Regions from separate parts of the Callithrix jacchus genome. Here region 2 is linked to region 1. Evidence: chromatin contacts called from public Hi-C data. All regions are on one chromosome and are shown on one strand. The core of a region is the stretch at or near the end of the contact, and the rest is flanking DNA. Distances in the headings are between cores, read along the strand shown.

What was found. Hi-C and Micro-C count contacts between places; a contact is called where the count stands out from the background.
Region 2: a Hi-C map of skeletal muscle shows a contact between it and region 1, with 4 times the contacts expected there. The contact joins the promoter of NDUFAF8 here to the promoter of CHMP6 in region 1. A contact is called at or near these places in 2 of 3 Hi-C or Micro-C datasets (both in skeletal muscle).

What each region holds. Positions count from the first base shown.
Region 1 is chr5:136,681,036-136,686,680 of calJac240_pri, reverse strand. CHMP6 (charged multivesicular body protein 6) reads right to left here and starts at 1,995. Exons shown (of 9, transcript XM_078374911.1): 1 at 1,886-1,995; 2 at 578-788. The coding sequence starts at 607.
Region 2 is chr5:136,913,239-136,918,687 of calJac240_pri, reverse strand. It overlaps NDUFAF8 (NADH:ubiquinone oxidoreductase complex assembly factor 8), which reads right to left and starts at 2,262. Exons shown (of 3, transcript XR_013536072.1): 1 at 2,135-2,262; 2 at 702-2,013; 3 at 320-605. TEPSIN (TEPSIN adaptor related protein complex 4 accessory protein) reads left to right here and starts at 2,524. Exons shown (of 12, transcript XM_035302057.3): 1 at 2,524-2,593; 2 at 3,894-4,086; 3 at 4,361-4,452; 4 at 4,622-4,715. The coding sequence starts at 2,546.

The sequences.
Region 1 (5,645 bases), core at 746-3,245:
TTCTGCCACACATGGGACAGCCCCACCAGAGAGTCACCCAGACCCCAGAGCCCACCACGGGGATGGGGAGGTCCACCACGGCATTGCTGTTAGGCCGCTCTGGAGGCTGCCTGCCAACGTTGTGACACTCGGGGCTCAGGCCAGGGAGCAGCTACCAAGAACTCAAAGATTTGGACTCAACAGAGAACACACAGGTGGCGAGCACCCAAGTGCCACCAGCCCACACGGCCAGGTTAGGGCTTGGACACCCCCCAGCTTCTCCCCTTGGGCTTCAGCTGTCCCTTTGCTGGCCACCCACCTGCAGGGACACACACACGGTGACACGCCCTGCAGACCTGCTGACCGTCTCACATCTGGGTGCTGCCCCAGAAAGGGTGCTTGGCCACTGAGGAATGAACTTCAGCTAGTCCTGTCCCATCAGGCCAGTGAGTTTTCCAAATGTCATCACTGCAGACAGTGCTGAGCCCATGTAGGCACAGGGGTCAGAGCCTTAAGGCAGGAGGCGGAGGAGTATTAGCTCAGTCATGACCTGGCCACAGGTTTAACGCTCCTCATGGCAAGTGAGTGCTCCCTCTACCTGAGAGAGCTCATTCCCGGCTCCCTCCATCCAGGAGGCTCCCCTTCCCAGTGCCAAAACTTGTGGGTCCTCTCACTTCTACAGGAAAAGGTGCCCCCTGCCCAGCCCCATTGCTGGGGAGACCCAGGGGCCAAAGGCAGGCAGGTATGGCCAGGCTGCCCTGCTGTAAAGTCAGGTCTCAGCGGAGGATCATAGGCAGCATGGAGTCCACCTGTTATCAGGGAAACAGAAAAAAAGCAATCATTTGTGCTACTGTGTGGTAAGGACGCTGTTCCCAAGTGCCCGAAATCCTGGGGGGCCTACGGCAGCCAGGAACACGGGTCTGCACAGCCCAGAGCCCACAGGGACCCTTGGCAAGTGCAAAGCGCTGCTTGAAGAGAAACCGGAGCCGAGTCCTTAGAGAGAGGGAGGGAGCGCCTTGGGGCTGCCAGGGAAGGTGGAGGCTGGGCCCAGCTGTCTTGCAGGCAGCTTGGGCGTGCCCAGAGTGGTGCCCCTCTTCTCTAGGGACAAACGTGACTGTTGTTTCTTTTCATAGCTGATGGGCTCGGATGCCAAGGTAAGATCCCCTCTTCCATTTCCATTCACTTCTCTTTTAGTATAAAACTAACCCATTTCTGTTTCAGAAAACTTAAAAAAGAAAGCATCCGAAAAAGCTAGCCCTGCTCCCATTTCGGGGTCTCTTTCCTGACACGTTTATCTCATACAAAAACGGACTATTCTCAGCCCGCCGTGTCTTTGACGTGCCAGGCGATTCCTCCCACAGCAGCTAACTTTCACAGCGGAGCTGCCGGAGCAGGCACCGGGGTCGGTCTGAAGCCGCCGCAAACAAGCACGCAAAACACGGGGGTCCTGCACCCAGGCGCGGGGGGACCCCGGCGGCCGCTCCTCGGACCAGGGCGGGCTTCCCCGCAGTCCCGGCCGGGGCGGGTGTGAGGGAGAGGGGACGGCCCCGCACCGCAGCGCGAAGCCGGCAGCACCGCGGGGGCTCCGGCCCAGGGCACCGGGGGGCACGGGAGCCGCGACTCCGGGAGAGCCGGGGAAAGCCCAGCGCCGCGCGGACCCCGTACCCGTCGCCAGGCCGTGGCGGCCGAGCCCCGCAGCCACCGGCCGCGCCCACCTCGGCGGGGTCAGCAGCCACCGCGCTGCGCAGGAGATCCCGTCTTGAGGCCCCGCGGGCGAGGAGGAGCGCAGGGCGGAGCGGCCAAGCGGCCGGGCTGCGCGCCGCGCCTCAGTTTCCCCACCCGACCGCGGGGGGCCGAGGCCGCGGAGCGCTTCCCGCCTCCCGCCCGTCCCGGCCCCGGGCCTCACCAGGATGGCCTTGTCCTGCTCCGTGACGCGGCTCTGCTTCTTGCGGCCGAACAGGTTGCCCATGGCGGCGCCGGCCCACGGAGTCCGATCGCCGCCGCCGCCCCGCGGCCACCGTAGCCCAGGCCCTCCCCGCTACGGCGGCCGCGCCGGGCCAGGCAACGCGGAACGCGAAGCCCGAGCTCCTCCCCAGACCGCGCGCCCTTGCCGCGAGTTCGAAACCACAGCCGGGCGGTCTCGGCCTCCTTGGACTCGAACAGAAAAGTGGCACCGCCACCTGGATGTTAGAGCCCGGGATGTTCTAAATGACGTGTTTCCGTGCGCCCTTCCCGTGCAGTCGAAGACGAAACGTTCTTATCTCCTAATTAGAAGGGATCCTTTTAGATTAGATGAGATCCTTTTTGATTAAAGTATTTCGTCTCCCCAGGTTTTCAGGAACCTTGTGCAGGAATCACTGTTCCCGCCGGCTCTGAACACAAAATGCTGCATTTAGTCATGTTATATCCAACGTTCTGCACTGTAAAACAGTGTTCCCTGAAATGCGCCCAGCACCCCCTTCCATCCAGCCGTTCAGCCCGGGGATCTCCCCTCTTCCACGCGCTGCTCTCTGCCTGTGGATCGGGGTGAGGATCAGCTCAGCATGGAGGAGCTCAACTTCTCCTTCGAAGGAATCGTGGCTACGTCCCCCGCAGAAGCGTTCCTCCCTGGAGGGCTAAGAAACAGGCGAGGGGGGAAAGGGGTACAAGGGAGAAGCCACCCCACCTCCAGCCCCCGGTTCCCGCCTTAGTATCCCGGCTGTGGTTTCTGAGCATTCACTGTCACAGAAAAGCACTCAGCTGAGGATGGTTGGAGGCCAGGAGTTCAAGACCAGCCTGGGCAACATAGCAAGACCCTCCCCTCCCCCCCGCCCCGTTCTCTACAAAAATATAACAAATAACATAAAAAGGACAATAATTATAACCTGCGCCAAACCTCTGGCCTCCCCAGAACCTTCCCTGGGCTGAGGGGGCCTCTGAATTTTTGCGGAGGTTTATCTCCCACTCTCTGACTTGTCTCACTAAGACATCAAAAGTATTTTTTTCCTCAGTGTCCATGGGGACGTTGAAAAAAATAAAAAGTACTTGCTACTTCCTGCCCCTCATGAAGGGGGAAGGGAAGTGCTGGGTAGAGAAGGGCGTGGTCCCTGGCTAGGGATCTCCCCTACCGCCCGCCCGGACCCACAAACCTAAGTGAGGACAGGGATTTGTGTTTTCCTGCCCAATTATCGTTTTCCAAAGACCACCCTGGCCTGCCACGCCCCAAACTTGTGCCTATAAAATCCCCAAGGCACTCGCAGGCCGACACAAGTGGCTGGACTTGGAGAGCTACACGTAGGCGGAAGAAGACAAGTGGGCGGGACGGGGAGAGGGCGTGGGGGGGGGCGGGGCAGTCGGGCGCCCCAGGAGGCCACTGAAGGCAAAACGAGGTGGAGTTTGCCCCGGGGCAGTCAGGAGAGCCCAGGCTGCTCAGGGATCCGACTCCAGGGGGAAACCTGCCCACTCCATCCTCTTCTGGCTTCCCCTATCTGCTGAGAGCCACTTTTACTCAATAAAACCTTGCACCCCAGCCTGACCAACATGGAGAAACTCCGCCTCTCCTAAAAATACAAAAGTAGGCGGGGAGCAGTAATCCCAGCACTTTGGAAGGCCAAGGCAGGTGGATCATGAGGTCAGGAGTTTGAGACCAGCCTGGGCAACATGGTGAAACTCTGTCTCCACTAAAATACAAAAAATTAGCTAAGTGTGGTAGTGGATGCCTGTAATCCCAGCTACTCTGGAGGAATCTCTTGAACCCAGGAGGCAGAGGTTGCAGTGAGCCGAGAATGGGCCACTGCACTCCAGCCTGGGCGACAGAGTGAGACTCCGTCTAAAAAAAAAAATTAGCCAGGCATAGTGGCACACGCCTGTAATCCCAGCTACTCGGAAGGCTGAGACAGGAGAATTGCTTGAACCCTGGAGGTGGAGGTCGCAGTGAGCCGAGATCACACCATTGCACTCCAGCCTGGGCAACAGAGCGAGATTCCGTCTCAAAAGAAAAAAAGCCTCTTTTTAATAAATGACCCAGTCTTGGGCTTTTTTATTCTTTTTTTTTTGTGAGACAGGGCTTCGCTATGTCGCCCAGACTGGAGTGCAGTGGTGTGACCTTGGCTCACTGCAGCCTCAACCTCCTGGGCTCAATCCTCCCAAGTCAGCCTCCTAAGTAGCTAGGATCACAGGCGTGTGCCACTATGCCTGGCTAATTTTTGTGTTTTTTGTAGAGATGGGGGTCTCACCACATTGCCCAGGCTGGTCTTGAACTCCTGAGCTCAAGTGATCCTCCCACTTTGGCCTTCCAAAGTGTTGGCATTACAGGGGTGAGGCCACTGTGCCTGGCCTCAGGTATTTCTTTACTCTTTCCTCCCTCCCTCCCTCCCCCTCCCTCCTTCCTTCTTTCCTTCCTTCCTTTCCCTCCCTCCCTCCCTCCTTCCTTCCTTCCTTCCTTCTTCCTTCTTTCCTTCCTTCCACTCTCTCTCTCTTTCTTGACGGAGTTTCATTCCTGTCGCCCAGGCTGGAGTGTAACGACACGATCATACCACTGCACTCCAGCCTGGGTGACAGAGTGAGACTCTGTCTCAACAAAGAACTTGGCATCCATTTGAGACGAGTGTCTTGTCATTCTCGAGACACTTGAGTGTTTCCCTCCCCTGTTCCACAGTTAACTTTCGTAAACAGGTGCAGGTGCCTCTGGGGGAGCACTGGAGTGGCTGTGCTGCTGTATTCCTTGTAGGGAGCTCCCTCGAGGGACCTTGCCCCACCTCAAGGGCTCCAGGTCTGTGAATTGGCTCAGCCTGGCAGTTGGTAAGAGGCCGTGGCTGTCCACTGCGGTGACTCAAGTGAGGTTTGGCCACCAGACTCCGAGTTCTGTTATTGTTTCATAAGACAAACGACACTAAAGTCAGCGACCTTTTGTTTCACCCTGGGTGCAGGCTGTGGCACCCTGAGCTCAGTTCCGTGGCCGCAGGAGCACACAGCCTGCGAGGGACTTACTGGTGGTAGCTGCTTCCTGTCCTACTGCGGCCCCGGGATCTATTACCCCACAAAGATCAAGGAGCCCATCTCAGTTGTGCTACCCCCCTTCCCCCGCTGTGGTCACATGTGGCCTTCGAAGGGGGCAGTAGCAGGACTTTTGGGTGCAGGGGCTCCCCTGCCCGCTGTTCCTCGTGTCCAGGAAGGCGGTGCTCGGAGCCTGTGGGGCGTGGCTGGGTGTGGCGTGCCGGTCACACTCACTGACTGCTCCTCTCCGTGGACCTTTGGATTCTCTCCTCCACAGGCCATGGAGCGCTGGTGTCCTGGACTTGGGGCCTGCGGGCTTCTGGGTCCGAGCTTCAGCCATCAGGCGAGGGAGCTCTTTAGCTGTGGCTGCGGTGGCAGACTCCAAATCAGGGACTTCAGCCCCCTCTAGCGTCTGATGCAGCGTCCTCCGTCCAACCTCCCGGAATCCACTCCCGCACAGCCTCCCCCGGCTTCCCGCAACCTCAATCTGAAACTTCCCTCAATTATTGTGGCAAGTAAGCCAGGGTTTGCCAGACTACAGCCTGCGGGCCACATCCGCCTGGAATCTGAGGTCTGGGCACTTTCTCCAGTTTCTGCTCTGGTTCCTGTACAGCCTTCCAGTTAGGAGTGGGTTTTACAGTTCCTAAGGATTGTAGCACACACACACATACACACATACACACGCGCACACG
Region 2 (5,449 bases), core at 1,013-3,512, 230 kb before region 1:
AAAGGAGTGGCAGTGGCTGCTGGTGCCTCTCTCGGAGGCTCAGGCCCTTTTGTAACGAGCCCCCGCCTTACCCCATGTCCAGGAAAGCCATCTTCAAGGACCCTGCCCCATGGGGTGTCCCGTCCTCATCTTTGGTGTGTGCTATATACCCATAGTGAGGTCTGCAGGCTTCACCAGATTCAGATTAAATACCTTAGTGAGAATGTTTTAAAATGCAAATTTTGAAGCAGAGTGTCCCTGAGTCCCAGCCCTGCCCTTTTTGGGGGAGAAGCCAGGGCCCACAGGTCGCAGTCTGCACAGTAAGCCCCACGCTGCAGGATCTGATGGAATCTTTATCGTGGCTTCCATTACATCTTATTCTAACTCAAGTCCTTATAGACACAATGCTGGAAAGCCAATTTCTGTTCTACCCACACCTCAACGTGCTGAGAAGAAACAGGATCTAACATCAGGAAGTCACGTCTTCGCCATTCCCACTTCCTTTCTGCCCTGGGCATTCCATGTGTGCCACCAGGCACCATCAGGACGAGGGCTCTGCACCCACAGCAGCAGACAGGTGTGAAGCTCAGAACCTCCTAACAGCCTCCCTCCAGCGTCTTCTTGGCCTACAAGATAAAGTGTTTTGTCTGAATGGCTTGCTTCCAAGTTAGACATGGCTTGAAAGAAAGCTACCATGCCAAATGCCATGTTCTACCAAATACCTTAGAGACTTCAGTGCTGGCACGTGCTGGAGGCTCGACTGGTTGGAGAACCATAGGTTGGTTCTCTGGGTCACTGGTTCAAGGGACAAGGGCCTTGTGACACCATCACAGACCTCACTGCTGTACCCTCCTTTGACCCCCACCACACACCACATTTGGTCCCATGCTCTCATAAAGGCAAAGCATGAGGCCCCCCCAACTTTTTTTTTTTTTTGAGACAGTCTCACTCTGTCGCCCAGGCTGGAGTACAGTGGTGTGATCTCAGCTCACTGCAACCTCCACCTCCCAGGTCCAAGCGATCTTCCCACCTCAGCCTCCCAAGTAACTGGGACTACAGGTGAACACTACCATGCCTGGCTAATTTTTTTTTTTGGTAGAGACGGGGTCTCTGTATGTTGCCCAGGCTGGTCTCAAACTTCTAGGCTGAAGCAATTCAGTGACCTCAGCCTCCCAAAATGGTAGGACTACGGGTGTAAGCCACTATACCCAGCAAAAGTGCAACTTCTGATGAGTCACCCACCCCTGCATCCAAGGCTGCTGGGAGCAGGCAGGAATGAAGGCTGTGGGGCTTTTATTCAAGTACCTTTCTCTGGCCCAAATCTCTGGATTGACAACTCCCGGTAAACAGAGTCAGCACTGGCGTCACAGCCCACCCAGACACACTGAGTTGGGGCGCCCGAGGTGGTACCCAGTGAGGCTGACACTTAACGAAGCAGCCTCAGAATGACTTAAAGCCCCACGGTCAGGAAGCCCATCGTGCCAGTTGTGAGGGTGGCAGGGGTGCCCGGCAGGGCAGGTTGAAGGAATCCACCACCGCAGCTGCACAGGGGCTGCGAGTGCCGGGGAGGTGAAGACCCAGAAGGTGCTGGGTACTTGCTGGGAGTCCTGTATCGGGTCGATGCTGGTATGTCACCCCTCGGCGGCAGTGCCAACACGAAAACTTAACGCGCTTGACAAGGCGCCTTCGTGCACCCATCCCCCATCCTTTCTGAGATTGGTGCCAGTCCCGCTTTACAAACATGCAGGCACAAACCCGGGACCGCCGAGATTTCGCGGGCTTGTCAGTGGCTCGGTGGTTTGGTCAGCCGGGGTCTAAAGCACGCAGCGGCGGCTCAAACTCTGAACCACGGGGAAGCAAAGGACGGCCGGGGCCCGCCGGCTCTTGAAGGAGAAGGGCTCGGAGGGGCCCGCGCCCACCTACCGCGGCGGCGAAGCAGCTCCGCAGGGCCTGGAACTCCCGCGCGCAGAGGTCCTTGCTCAGGCGGCCGCCCGGGGCCGTAGAAGCCTGCACGCACCTGCCGTACGCCGCGGCCTGCGGAGTGGACGCGCGTGGGTAGTGGGGTTCCCCTGTCCCCGTCACAGCCCTTCCTCCCCATCACTGCCCCGCTCGGCCCTTCCTGCCCCGCAGCACTGGCCTGCCCAGGGCTCCTCACCTCGGCCCCGCAGGCAGCCAACCGCTCAGGGAAGGCGCGGAGGCGGCTTCGCACCCGGCCCCACACCGCTCCGTTAGCCGACATGAGCCTCTGTTCCCAGAGCCCCTGGACACCGCCATATTAGGTCCGTCCTCTTCCGGTGTCAAACAGCTTGATAGGTCGGCGCTTCCGCCCATCATCTTTCCTGAGCTTTTTAATTGCCGTCTCCTGGCCTTGAGCCCCCTGCAATTGGCTTTTGTCCTTGTCTGTCTCTGCCATGGGACTTCGGATTGGCCTAGACTCAAATTATTTACAAAGCCGACCTCAGGGCCCGTCCCACTACGAGGGACTGGGCAGCGGAGTAGGATGCGCGCGGTGATTGGAGGGCTCGGGCCTGGCGGAAGCGGGGCGGACCGGGAAGTGACCTGCATTATGGCGGCAGTGCCGCCGCTGCGGGACCGCCTGAGCTTTCTGCACCGGGTGAGTGGGAGCGGCCCCCCGCCCCCGGCTCCGACCCCACGTGTCCTCTCCGTCGCCGCTCGCCCCGGGCCGGAGCCGTTGACCTTGCGTCCCCGCCCTGGGTAGCCGCTCCTGGCCCCTTCGCTGCGCTGTCCCCGGGCCTCCCAAGCCGGACCCGCCGAGCGCGAGGGCGATGGGCACAGGCAGACCCTGGGGGAGAGAATAGGCCTCGGCCAGCATTCAGTGGCCTCCGACAGACAGGAAGGAGCGGCGGACCCGGTGGACGTGGAGCCGCTCCACGCTGCCGGCGCCCGGTGGGCTGACGGTGGCATTTCAGAGGAGGGCTCCGGTCCTGGAGAGGCACCCCTGGGTTGCCGAGAACACAGACATCTCGAAGGGACAGAGAAGGACGCACCGTTGTAAGCCCCTCTTAGTAAACTCTCTAAGAAGGAGAGGTCGGGGCCAGTCCCCAGGTGTCGTCCAGAGCAAACTGTCTTCTTTTGTCAGCCCTGAGCTTTCCTAGGGTGGACCTCAGAGGGGGCTGGGTAGTCCCGGGCGCGGCCTTGGGCTGCCAGAAGCCATGCCAGGGTTGGTCAAGCTCTCCGTGCAGGGTTTGGACAGAGTCGTTCTGTGCTGCGTTCTGCAGTCGTCAGCCGTCACCTGCAAACCTCTCAGCTCCCCTTAGGGCTTGATGGGCAGAATGTCAGTGATGTGTCCACAGCCTCGGGAAACACTTAAGGTCCACGTTTTTTTGTGTTGTCACTAGATCTCGGCCCTCACGAGTCAGTCCCATGCTTGTCCTCTTAAATATGCTTGAACTCCTCTCCTCTGTTCTGTTGCTGAATAATGCATGAATGAGCGTTTCCAATTTTCACCCCATAAACCATACGTCTTCCTGCCAGTAAGGAAGCATAAAAGAAAAAAGGACTTCTGCATTAAGCGAGCAACATAAAACACATGGCGTCACTCGGTTCTCAGGATCGAGGGAGCCAGTCAGGCCAAGGGGCTCTGTCACTCTGCCAATCCAGGCTCTAGGGAGCGGGAGCCATCCATAGTCCCCTGCGTGGAAAAGGGGCTTGCCTGAGCCTTGTTTGGCTTTGCTAGTCAGTAGGTAGATAGAAGTACCTTCAAATAGCCTTACATGCTGAGAAGTGCAAGGAGGCTGGGGGCTGTGTCCTATCTTATCCCAAGTGGCGCAGCCCCTCCCTGGAGAACCACCATTGATTTGCCTCTTCTCAGAGGCTGTTCGTCCCTGACAGTTGAGAGAGGACCCTGCTGCAGGCTCCCTGTGGCCCATAGCACCATTCTCGTCCCTTCCCAGTCCTTTCTCCGGCCATGTCAACAGCAAGAAGTGGGCCGTTTCCATCCCCTTTGGGAGCTGCGGACTCACCGCTGTGGGAAATGGCGCCTCATCACTGCAGAGGCTCTTGTTCCCTTTCAGCTCCCGATTCTCCTGAAGGGGACATCGGATGATGACGTCCCATGTCCTGGCTACCTGTTTGAAGAGATTGCTAGTATCCTTCCTCGACGTCCCTGTGTGGGGCAAGAGCGGATAGCAGGGTCCTGGTGTGGGGCAAAGGGTCACTGGGGGTTCTGCTGTCCCTAGAGGGATCTGCAGCTCCTTTATCATTGGAACCAGGCACCGGTGGGGTCTGAAGGCTGTGATACTGATGGCTCAGGAGAGCCTGGAAGCCCCAGCGCTCCTGATGGCAGGGCCTGCAGCAGGTGCCTCCAGGCACGTCTCCTTTCCCTTTATCATCTCCCTTCCCTAACCCGAGTGTGCTGCAGAAATCTCCCATGAGTCTCTGGGCAGCAGCCAGTGCCTGGTGGAGTACCTCCTGACCCGCCTGCACAGCAGCTCTGGCCATGGGAAGCTCAAGGTGAGCCCCTGGGTGGTCAAGGGTCAGGCCCGAGCCCCTGCCCACGGTGCTGAGGCTGGAGGAGCAGATGAGTGGTGTAGGATGGCTGGTGGCTCTGTGCCCTTGGGGCGCCCCTGGCCCTTCCCTGGTGTCTGGCCTGCCCAGCACCGCTGACCGCCCCACTCCCCAGGTGCTGAAGATCCTGCTCTATCTGTGCAGCCACGGGTCCTCCTCCTTCCTGCTCATCCTCAAACGCAACTCCACCTTCATCCAGGAAGCTGCAGGTACTGGGGCCATGCATGCTCTCCAGAAGAGCCAGGGCCGTGGACAGTGGGGGAGGGTGGTGAATCCTCCAAGCTTGAGAAGAAAGACATCAGCTAGAGCCCTCACCCCGGCCTGGTCCTGATCGCCACCCCACCTTGCTGATCCTGGTGGATCCCTGGCCTCTCCACCTGCGGCCCACCCTCACCCCAGCTGGCTGGCTCGGCCTCCCCCATGCACCCTGCCCCTCCCTCTGCTGCGTCCTGTGTGCCTGCCATGCATCCCTGGGCCTTCGGCTGCATCTGTCCCTGCACTTGCTACCTGGGTGCCATTGTTCGTTTCTGTGTGCCCCCAGGGTCTTCCCCCCCCCCGTCCCAGCACCCACATGTAGCAGGCTCCATGCCTATTCACATGTCCTCCCTGAGCCATGGGTTCTCCTCCTAGGGCTGCTCCTCAGAGCCCAAGACAGAGGTAGGGTAGGGCTGGGAGGCCGGTCTGTCCAGGCAGCAGGTGGGTCTGGGAGAGTCATCCCCCAGGCGGGGGGCAGTGCTGTGTGCCTCTGCCTAATGAGTATTTATGGGGGCTAGGCATGATATCTTCCGTGGGGAGGAGGGAGGCTTGGCTCCAGGTGGCCTTGGGGCGCACCGTGCTTAGATCCCCTGCCCCCTGCCACCCCAAAGGGAATTCCGGGGGGGGAGACTGAGTCTCTCTTGTGCCACTGCTTGTTTGTGGAAAACCTCAGCATGTTCCATCTGCT